2 separate regions of the Mus musculus genome follow, and region 2 is linked to region 1. The links are chromatin contacts, called in public HiChIP or PLAC-seq maps. All regions are on one chromosome and are shown on one strand. The core of a region is the stretch at or near the end of the contact, and the rest is flanking DNA. Distances in the headings are between cores, read along the strand shown. Region 1 overlaps Gm39409 (a long non-coding RNA gene). Region 2 overlaps Rasa2 (RAS p21 protein activator 2).

Evidence for each region. HiChIP or PLAC-seq counts read pairs in DNA pulled down with a chosen protein or histone mark.
Region 2: a contact with region 1 is called in an H3K27ac HiChIP or PLAC-seq map of microglia, with 4 times the contacts expected there. The contact joins two enhancer-like sites. A contact is called at or near these places in 2 of 115 datasets of contacts at active chromatin or transcription factors (effector CD8 T cells and microglia) and 2 of 9 other capture datasets (liver and pancreatic islet).

The regions. Positions count from the first base shown.
Region 1 is chr9:96,390,796-96,396,305 of GRCm38.p6, forward strand. All of the region lies in intron 1 of Gm39409 (a long non-coding RNA gene), which reads right to left. The region is part of intron 1 of Gm40550 (a long non-coding RNA gene); the gene reads left to right. Among named protein-coding and RNA genes, the nearest start is that of Gm39409, 3.3 kb to the right of the region's middle. Within about 2 kb of position 1,361, at least 74 of the 459 cell types and tissues checked have an H3K27ac peak or open chromatin away from gene starts, as enhancers often do. A contact at or near this core is called in microglia, where this site is marked.
Region 2 is chr9:96,556,497-96,561,443 of GRCm38.p6, forward strand. Rasa2 (RAS p21 protein activator 2) reads right to left here. Exons shown (of 24, transcript NM_053268.2): 16 at 4,202-4,285; 17 at 904-981. Among named protein-coding and RNA genes, the nearest start is that of Gm28729, 34 kb to the left of the region's middle. Within about 2 kb of position 2,580, at least 9 of the 459 cell types and tissues checked have an H3K27ac peak or open chromatin away from gene starts, as enhancers often do. A contact at or near this core is called in microglia, where this site is marked.

The DNA of each region.
Region 1 (5,510 bases), core at 111-2,610:
GCCAGGTGGTGGTGGCACATACCTTTAATCCCAGCACTCAGGAGGCAGAGGCAAGTAGATCTCCGTGAGGTCGAGGCCAAACTGGTCTGCATAGTGAGTTCCAGGACAGCCAGGGCTATGGAGTAAAACTCTGTTTTGAAAAACAAACAAGGGCTGAAGAGACGGCTCAGTGGTTAAGAGCACTGACTGCTCTTCCAAAGGTCCTGAGTTCAATTCCCAGCAACCACATGGTGGTTCACAACCATCTGTAAAGGGATCTGATGCCCTCTTCTGGTGTGTCTCGAAACAGCTACAATGTACTTATATAAATAAAATAAATCTTTAAAAGAAGAACTGAGCAGTGGTGGCACATGCCTTTAATCCCAGCACTTGGGAGGCAGAGGCAGGTGGATTTCTGAGTTCGAGTCCAGCCTGGTCTACAGAGTGAGTTCCAGGAAAGCTAGGGCTATACAGAGAAACGCTGTCTCGAAAAACATGAAGAAGAAGAAGAAGAAGAAGAAGAAGAAGAAGAAGAAGAAGAAGAAGAAGAAGAAGAAGAAGAAGAAGAAGAAGAAGAAAAGAAGAAATAAAACTTTGAATAGTGGCTCAAGGCTGGATGAGGTGGGCTCTTGAACTTCAGGCTAAACAGTAAAATGGGACTTTGTAAATAAGAACTACTGCTTTCTCAGAAAAGGAGGAGGAGGAAGCGATTAATGCCAGCTTCTTATTCCTCTTTTTTTTTTCCCCTTTTGAGGCACACACACTCCAGGATAGCCTCAAAAACAAACAAAAACAAATAAACAAAAACACAACCAAACAACCAAAAAGCAAAAAACAAATCAAACCAACAAAAGCCCCCACTATGTAGCGAAGGATGAGAAACTGCTCCCTCCTCCTCCATATCCAATTATGGGGTTATGGGCATATAATAAGTGTTTGACTTGCTTTGCTTTTTGAGACAGTCTTGCTCTGTACGCCAGGCTGTCCAGGACTTCACTTCGTTAATCCTCCTGCCTCTACCTCCCTGCCAAGTTCTTAAATTTAAGTTCAAATTAAGTAAGTGCCCAGGCTCCGGAAACCTGTCTTCTTATGTTCTAAGTCAGTGATGATGAATATACCAGGATTATACTGAAATAATATTGAACCATAAAAGCCACAGAAAAGCAGTTTGCTTCTATCTGCGTTAGACTCACAAGCCCAATGATACCCAGAGCCACTGGAGGCTGTGGCTTCTTCTTAGTTGAGCAACTGGGTACTATTTGGGACAAATCACTGGTCACACAAGTTCCATCATAAGATGAGAAAGAAGAGGAAGCAGTGTTTAGTGTCCTTTTGGTTTAGTTTTTAATAACAGGACAGGGTAGGCATTGTGCAAGAACACAGGATATGACATCAAGGAGACCTCTCTGAGCCAGCCCCTGCCAACCTCTCAGAACTATGTGACCTAAGGAGGACCTACCCACTCAAATCAAACCAAACCAACCCACAGCAACACATCTCTCTGTCATCTATAAATAAGAACACCTTCCTGACATGGTTTGAAGGGAATTTACATGGAGGTGCTATGAAGTACCACAGAATGTTAAGACACTTCATGTTCAGAAGATGCCAAGAATTCTTTAGACTCCATTCTCACTTCTTTTTTAAGTGGGAGATGCTGAGCAATCCTACCCTGCCCTTCTGTTTGTCAGATCTCTCAGCATACTAGACTTGATGGATAACGGAAACACTTAAATCATCACGAAGGGTCAAATACCCCGATTGGCAACCTAGTAACTCACTTATAAGAGATTTTAATTTTTAAAATATCTTTGTATTAATTCTTTGAAAATCTCATGCAATATATTTTTAAAGATTTATTTTATGTATATTGTATATGAGTGCTCTATCTCTGTGTATAACCTACATCCAAGAAGAAGGCATCAGATCCCATGACAGATGGTTGGGAGCCACGATGTGGTTGCTGGGAATTGAACTCAGGACCTCTAAAAGAGCAGCCAGTGCTCTTAACATGTGAGCCATCTCTCCAGCCCCCAATACAATATCATATCATAATAATCATATTTATTCATCTCCATTCCTCACCCTAACTCTTCCCAGTTCTACCCCACCTCCACTCCCAACGCCATGTCCCCATTTTTGTTTGCTTTGTTTTCTCTCTTTTTTTTTTCTAAACAACCCACGGTGTTCTATTTGTGCTGCCCATATACTCCTGGATGTGTGGCTACCCACTGGAGCATAATCAACCTATGGGGGTCACACTCTTAAAGAAAACAGACTTTCCCTCTCCCAGAAGCCATCAACCGTCCATAGCTCCTCAGTGTGGGTGGTGCCACTTGTGAACCATTTTCCACTCCACGCTAGAATCTCTCCACTGGCTTGATCTAGCATAGGCAACAAGGCTGCCATGGTCCAAGACTGCAGCAGTCCTGCTTGTTCAGAAGATACCGTTTCATCTGGTCCTTCCTGACCTCTAATTCTAACAGTCTCCTTCCTCAGTGCTGGCATGTGTGTGATACAGATGTCCCAATTGAGACTGAACTCAAGTCCGCTGACTCACTCTTTCCACTCTGACCACTTAGGAGTTCCCTTGCTAACCTTCCTGTACTGTACAAAGCAACGCCTCAGATGAGGTCTGAGTGCTGCCCTAGTCCACGAACAGAGAAAGATGAAATTATACTATGTCCATATAGTAGAAAATAGTGTGTGCTTCTTCCTGTAGTCAGGACTTACATCCAACCAGAAAGTGGTTGGATGCCCCCTGTAATATTTGTGCCACTGTGTGCCTATGGGCACATCTTACTGCACTGTCATTATTGTAATTCATAGAGTTCACAGCTAGGTAAGACTTGATGTCTTTCCCTCACAATGGCCTACACAGAATCTCCCAGTACAGCGAGCAGGGAAGGAGCTTCCTGGTCCATACCAACTTGATTTCTCCATATCCTGTGAGCAATGTGTCTGATGTCTCCAGCAATAACACCTTACTATCAAGTTGTTTTAGGCAGCCAGGAGCAATGGCGATAGCCTGTACTGTTCTGGGGGTGTCCAAAATGCCTCTGATCAACAACTCAGAAAGATACTGGGCTTTTTATTTAGCAACTAAAGACTGCTGGGAGGAACATAGCTCACCCTGTGTAGTTTAACTCCAATCAAACTCTACTGTGTAATATAAAATAGGAGGCTTCCCTATAAGTACACTGTAGCTGACTTCAGATGCAACCATGTGACCTTTTCAAACATCCTTAGTGTAAGGTATCCCTCCCCTCCCACTTCCTCTGATCTACCCTCCCATCCCTCTGCTCACTAAAACCTCCCTCCCCCAACTACCTCCTCCCCTGACCACTTCATACCACCTATGCTGTTATTTCATTTTTATTTATTTTAATGATAAAATGGGAGGGTATTCTTGGGGCACAAAGCGTTTGTGGAGGTCAGAGGGCAACTAGCAGGAGTCAGTTCTCTCCTACCACATGGATCCTGGGACTGAGGCTCAGGTAGTCAGGCTGGGTAGCAAGCACCTCTACCCACTGAGCCATCTGGCCCTCACAAGAGTTGTTTTGGTTTTTTTGTTTGTTTGTTTTAACAATGTGATAATGAAGATTTCTACCAAGCTATTTTGCTGTTGCTTTGTTTCTTTTTATTTACTGTTGGTTTGTTTTTTAAAACCTTTTTAATTAATTATTTTTATGTGCATTGATGTTTTGTCTGCCTGTATCTCTGTGTGAGGGTGTTGGGAATTGAACCCGGGTCCTTTGGAAGAGCAGACAGTGGCCTTATTTGCTGAGGCATCTCTCCAGCCCCTTGTTTGGGTTTTACTATGTAGCGCAGGCTGGCTTTGAGCTTGCATGATCCTCCTGCTTCTGCCTCCCACATTCTGGAATTGCAGGCATGAACCACCACACCCAGCCCTGCTGTTTTGCTTTTAATGTGGTACTGGGGGTGAAATCCAGGGCCTTTTGCATACTTACCATGCGTTGCTTTTTCTCCTGTCACCTCCCTTCCCCTGGTTTTTATTTAGCCTGCGGCAGAAGATTCATCTGTCTCCTCTCCGGGGCTGGACTTGAACCAGCAGCTCTCTGCATAACACAGCCCCATGGCACCAGGAGTTCTGATGAGCTCCGCAGTGGCTGGATGAAGCTGAAGAGTGGTGTGCACACTGTCCCCTCTGCATAGCGACAGTCACAGCGAGTGCTAATTGAACCTCTACTGGAAGGAGGTCCCTTGCTGCCACTTAGTGCTAAGGTCTCCTTTATCACAGGAAGCCTTTGATAGCCTGGGTACCTCTCAGGAGATGGCTTTAAACAACACAGCACACTGGAGAACACGCCCAAGCTCACTCTTCCTTTGCTCATAAACACACGCACACACACACACACACACACACACACACACACACACACACACACACGTCCATGTTAGGCAGTGGGGGGCGGGGGGAACAGCTTCAAGAACTATAATCTGGAAAGTAACCACACCCCGTCCAGAACTTCCCTGTTCTAACACAAAGCGTTTTTTTCCTCCTGCCCTTTTACAATGAGATTCCCGTTTTATTTATAGAAGATATAGGCTTCTTTTTTTTAAAAACTAAAGTCTAAAATTCAATGAACTTCTCTACAGGATGTCAAAACTGAACCTTTGCTCTGAGTAGCAGCCCAAGTTTAGGTGGAAGTGACATGCTCACTTGTGAATCATGTCCTAAAGTGCAGGCAGGGCTAACACAGCTTTCATTTTTCTGAGGGGAAGGCCCAGTGAAGGCTCGTACAGAGGAAAGTACGTAGATAGAATAAGACGACAGGTGAAGGAGAGCTGGCATGGTTACGATACCTACAGTCCCAGCACTGTGATGAGAGGCAGGAGGATCAGGCGTTCAAGGGCATCCTGGGCTGCTAGCAAGTTTAAGGCCGTGCCGGGCTACACAAGACCCTTTTCAAGGGCTGGAGAGATGGCTCAGGGGTTAAGAGCACTGACTACTCTTCCGAAGGTCCGAGTTCAAATCCCAGCAACCACATGGTGGCTCACAACCATCTGTAAAGCTACAGAGTACTACTCATATACATAAGATAAATAAATCATTTCTTTTTTTTTTTTAAAGGCCCTTTTTCAACAAAAACAGAAAAGGAGAATCTGTCCCCACCCCTTGCTCTCTGTTTCAGTGTGTGTGTGTGTGTGTGTGTGTGTGTGTGTGTGTATGCCACAGTATGATTGTGATATCTAGTCTTTTCTTCTTCTACCATTGGGTCCTAGAGACCAAATTCTACTTGTTAGGCTTGGTGGCAATCATCTTTACCCACTGTGCCATCTCACCTGACCCAGCATGCTTTAGTACAACACTAAGATGTTATGGCATGCATGCCAAACACTTTTCAGGTATTTCCATATTTTATGCAACCATCTAAGGACAGTATTGTTGTTATCCCTATTGTAAAACAGTGAACCCCAGATAGAATGAGTGAGTAACCTGTCTGACATTGCCCAGTGCACCCCACCCTTTGGTGAGGACACACTTCCCCAGAAGCCACTGCACAGCC
Region 2 (4,947 bases), core at 1,330-3,829, 170 kb after region 1:
GTAGGCATTTATATATTTTTATTTTTACTTATTTTTTTCCAGTTACTACCATGCATACTCATTATATTGAAAACACTGTTTTACATTTTTTTCTGACTTTATGTGAATGTGTGTGTCTCAGCACACACATGGAGGTTGGAGGACAACTATGGGAGCTGGTACCCTCCTTCCAATCACTGTGACCCCAGCAATAAGGTCCTCTAAGAAGTCCCTTTACCTGCTGAGCCATCCTGGTGACCCATTTTGCTTTGCTATGGCAAGTGAGTACCCACTCTACTACATAACAAGCTCTACTAGGCTTTAGTCCTAGAACAAAGGTTCTTAACAAAGCCAGTTCCATCCTCCAGGGGACATCTATTTAGTAATAGCTAAAAGCATTTCTGGCCTTCAAAACTGGGTATATGCCATTGACATTTAATTGATGGATGTTGCCATATATCCTACGATGCAAAATCAATAACTACCTAGCCCCAAATGTCAATAGTGTTGCATAGAAATCTGTATTTATAGAGTTAAGGCTTACAGTAGTTATTGTTAAGACTTGCTTAATCTCACAGCTTTATTTGATAGAATTGGAAGAAAAAGACCTTTAAAAAAAAAAAAAGATTTCTTTACTTATTATGTACACAGTGTTCTGCCAGCATACATGCCCTAGGTGCCAAAAGAGGGCATCGGATCCCATTACAGATGGTTGTGAGTCACCATGTGGTTGCTGGGAATTGAACTCAGGACCTCTGGAAGAGCAGTCAGTGCTTTAAACCTCTAAGCCATCTCTCCAACCCAAAAAAGACTTCATGGTTGACAGTTTCAACATGATTTTATTTTTTTAAAGCTGGAAATGGACTCTTTGGAAGAATATGAGATGTTGATTTCTTTAAACTAGATGACAAGAAAGAACCATACCTTTTTCACATCTGTAAAATATCTTTCTTCTTGAAACATTTTGAGAAATTCACACATGACTGACTTTTTGAACCGTGACTATGAGAAAACAAATACAGGATTTGTGTATGTTAAATACGCACAGTTCTTAAATTATTAGTCGTGTCTCACATGTGGTCATGAGAAACTTATCAACAATAAAGGTTTCTAAAGACACAAACAACAAGAACTAGTTCAAAATCAAACATGTCCAACTCTGAGGTGTTTCTGCTGCATGGTACCGCACGCATGCTTTGCACTCTGCATGCCAATACATCACACATCCCCAGTCACTGCTGCCCTGAAGGCCTCAGCGCAAAGCACTGGGCCACCGTATACTAGGAACTGAGCTATTTTTACTAGACATGAAGGCTTTTGCTCTAACAAAAACATAATGGCTTAATTACAGAAACAAAAACCTACAATATTCTCCCACATCATTAGTCAGCATGTATCAATTAGTAGTTTTGGATTTTATTAGAATGTTTGACTTTAATTGCTTATGTTGCTGACTTAAGTTTCACTAAACAAACAAATAAATCCCAAACCAACCAACCAAAAACCAAAGAAACACTAAGTAAATTCTAGCTTGAGATTAGGACAAAATTTCCAACAATTTAAAAAATGGCCTTAAATATACTTCTGCCATTTTGTACTATATGTTTATGTAAACTGAATGATTACAAAATCAAAATACAATCAACTCTGAAAAACACTGAAGATGCTCTATATACTCAACTCTAAATATTCAACTAGTATTTATTTATGTAAACATAAACAAGTATATCCTTCTCGTTAGTATGCAAATTTGTATTTTGTCTTTAATAAGTGGTAAAATTATATATACAAAGAGTGGTTTAAAATATCTGACCAATATACAATGTAAATATGTATTAAAACATTGCATATATAAATTTGTATTATTATTATATGACAAAATGAAAAATGTAACAGAGAATTTGAAAAGTACTTACAAATGCATGGATAGGTTTAACTAGCATACAATAAGGTATAGAGCCATCATTACTCCAAGGTCTAAAGGACCAAGTAAGAAATAAAAATCTACCTGGGGGTCTCCTGACAAGTGCAACTGTGAATCCAAAACAAGGGCCTCCTGGAAGCTCATGGCTCTCCAGAGGCTCAGAGTAAACACAGGAGGGATGCAGATCTGGATGGAAGCTATGCAGCCCAATGTCTGGTTTCTTTTTTGTTTTAAAAATGGTAGTAGTGGGGACTGAACCTATGGTCTGATTTATAAAAGATAAGGGCTCTCCCACTGAGGTACATACAGCCCAGCCCTTTGATTTCTAGTCTCAAGGGAAAGGAAGAAGGCAGGGAGGGAAAGAAAGATCCTGAGACGTGAGAGACAGTGATAAGGGTGAGGCCTCCAGCTCACAGGGGCTGCTCCCACCAGCCACACAGGAATGGGCCCAGCTTAGGAGTGTTCAAATGTATTTATCACAAATGAAAAATTGTGAACAACTTCATAAATTTTCCCTATAGAACCTGGAACTTACAACACTCTAGTGTGGGGATCAGATGAAGCACAGGGTGAATGTGGACTGATGGCAAGAACATAGCCCTGTCAAGGACTGTAGTTGCCTCAGACCCCTGTAAATGGCAAAACCTTCCATTTACTGGGACCAGAAACTAGCAAATACAACTTCCTCCTTCAGGAAGTACTGCCTGAGACTGTGTCCTACAGAGACTTCCCATTAAGATCAGCTAACTCCTCTTGTTATACATAATAAAGGTACCTAATACAGGTTAGTTAGTAGATCAGAGCAAGTGTAGGTCACCCAATCCTAGCTTTTCTTTGTGTGTTTGTTGGCTCTTCATACCAGCCGTGTCCTAGGCAGGTTTCCAGGGCAAGGCAAAGTACTTCCTCTTAAGGCTTCCAGCTTCCATACCAACTGCTTTGTTTCCCCAGATGAGCTCAAGTCTACTTTCTTCAGAGTAGGGAAGTAGCTGGCCACTATGCGGTTCTCCCCACTGATAAGAGCCAACTCCGGGAAAGCGCGGCACAATCTCTTCTGGTTCCCCAATCCTCTGGGATCCGCAGATTTCATTCATGTCAGGTAGCAAGTAAGGTGGTGTCTCTCCTCTTGGCTAATCAGTCATAATTACTCATGGCAATTCACTTGGGTGCCTTAAGGAGCCAGGTCTGCAGCCAGAGGGCCAAGAGTGCTGCCTCATCTGTGTAGTAGGCCAGATCGTGGCTCAGAAGCAACTATAGAGAGCTTCTTCAACTCTTCTCCATGTGGGACAGCAGGCGGGCTGGGAACTCACAGCCACATTCACCATCTTGTTCAGAGCTCTCCTAGAGAGCATTCCTCCAAGTCAGCGAACCCAGAATGTTCCAGGATCATGGCTACCACACACTCATGGTCTTTAGCCTTCCCCACACAGCACATGGGATATCATGCTCAGCCTCTCCCTGAACATGATCAGGCTCCATTCACATTCTGTTGATTCCAGCTGCTGATAGCCAAAGATACCTCATGCTGGGCCAGATGCAGGGTGCCAGCAAAGCCTTTTTTTTTTTTTTGTAGAGTCAGTGACCTGCAGTTACTTTATTGATCTGAGCCTGGCTCTTCTCCCTTCTTTGATGAACATTCTTGGTGAGAGAGGAACCGAGGAGCAGTGAATATCCCTCAGAGCCTGCATATAGCTTTGAACTGGCAGTCACTGTTTGACCTTTTCCTTCTAGGTCTTAAACTAGGGAAAAGCCCCAAGAAAGCAGTTGCAAAAGCAAATGGAAGAAAAAACTCCTCAGCACTGGGAGCTGAGGACTTCAAAATGCTAAAGTAAGTTATTATCAGTAAATGTTTGATTTTTATACGTAAGGTTGCATAAGTTTCTTAAGTAAACGGCTTCATGAGTGACAAGTTTATGAAGCTCTGAGGTAGAACACAAGACAATGACGGGCCTGTATTTTGAAGCTAAGGATAAAGCTGTCCATGTCTCCATGAATCATCCATCCTGGAGCTGAAGGCTTCTTCCAGTGCTGTTAGGTGACTATGGCACAGACCACCACATAACTCAGCTGTGCCTGTGTCTTCTTCCTAGTTTTTTCCCTACCACGGGTATATCAGGTTAAGTATCACCGTCTCCTTCAAAAGGTGACTACAGTAGAACACCCACTAAAAGACCATTATTGCATGTGAATATGTATTCTCTTCAGTTTTATTTTTAACATGTAAGGAAGTAAGTGAAGAAGGAATCTTAGTATATAATAAAATTTGTTAAGTATGCAAAGAGGAAACAGTTATAAACTCACCTTTTTTCTGGACTGACATCCCCAGTTTCCAATAATCTGAATGGTTTTTGAGATGAGAGTCAATGTCCTAACTGTCTGTGTATCCTAGAAAAGGTAAGAATGATCAAAATTCTTAAGTTTTCAAGAAGTTGAGTTTATATAAAAAGCAGAATAGAGTGAATGGGCTATATGGCTCTAAAATAATGGCTAAAAATGTTCATTCAAACAAAGATAGTTAAGATGCAGCCAAGCCTAAGACAACTTATAGAACTTGGGTTGGGAGACAATGAAAGAAGTTGGTGGTGTAGGTCTACGATCTCAATTCCTTGGGAGGCTCAGACAGAAGGACTGCAAACTCAGGTCTGTTAAAGCTACAGAGAAAATCCAGTCCAGGCAACCGAATGAGACTGCTTTGCCTCAGTATAAAGAGTAAAGAGGGCCGGTAGAACAGCTCAGTGGTGGAATGCTTGCCTAGCATGCGTGACCTTTCAATTCCATTCTCAGTACCATTAAAAAAAAGTCAGAGATTAAACACTTAATGACTTGTTCCCTTTGAAAAACATAATGTGGTACTCATACACATAACATAAATAAATCAATCTTTAAAGACAATACTAAGGACTTAGAAAAAAAGAAAAACATAATGTAATCAACTGTATCTAAGGGCTTTGTGTAGTCGAAAGACTGGATCACACTCCAAATCTATTTATTTTTGGAATATCAGAGATACCTATTTTTTTTTTCTAACTTAGAGGTGTTTCCAACTT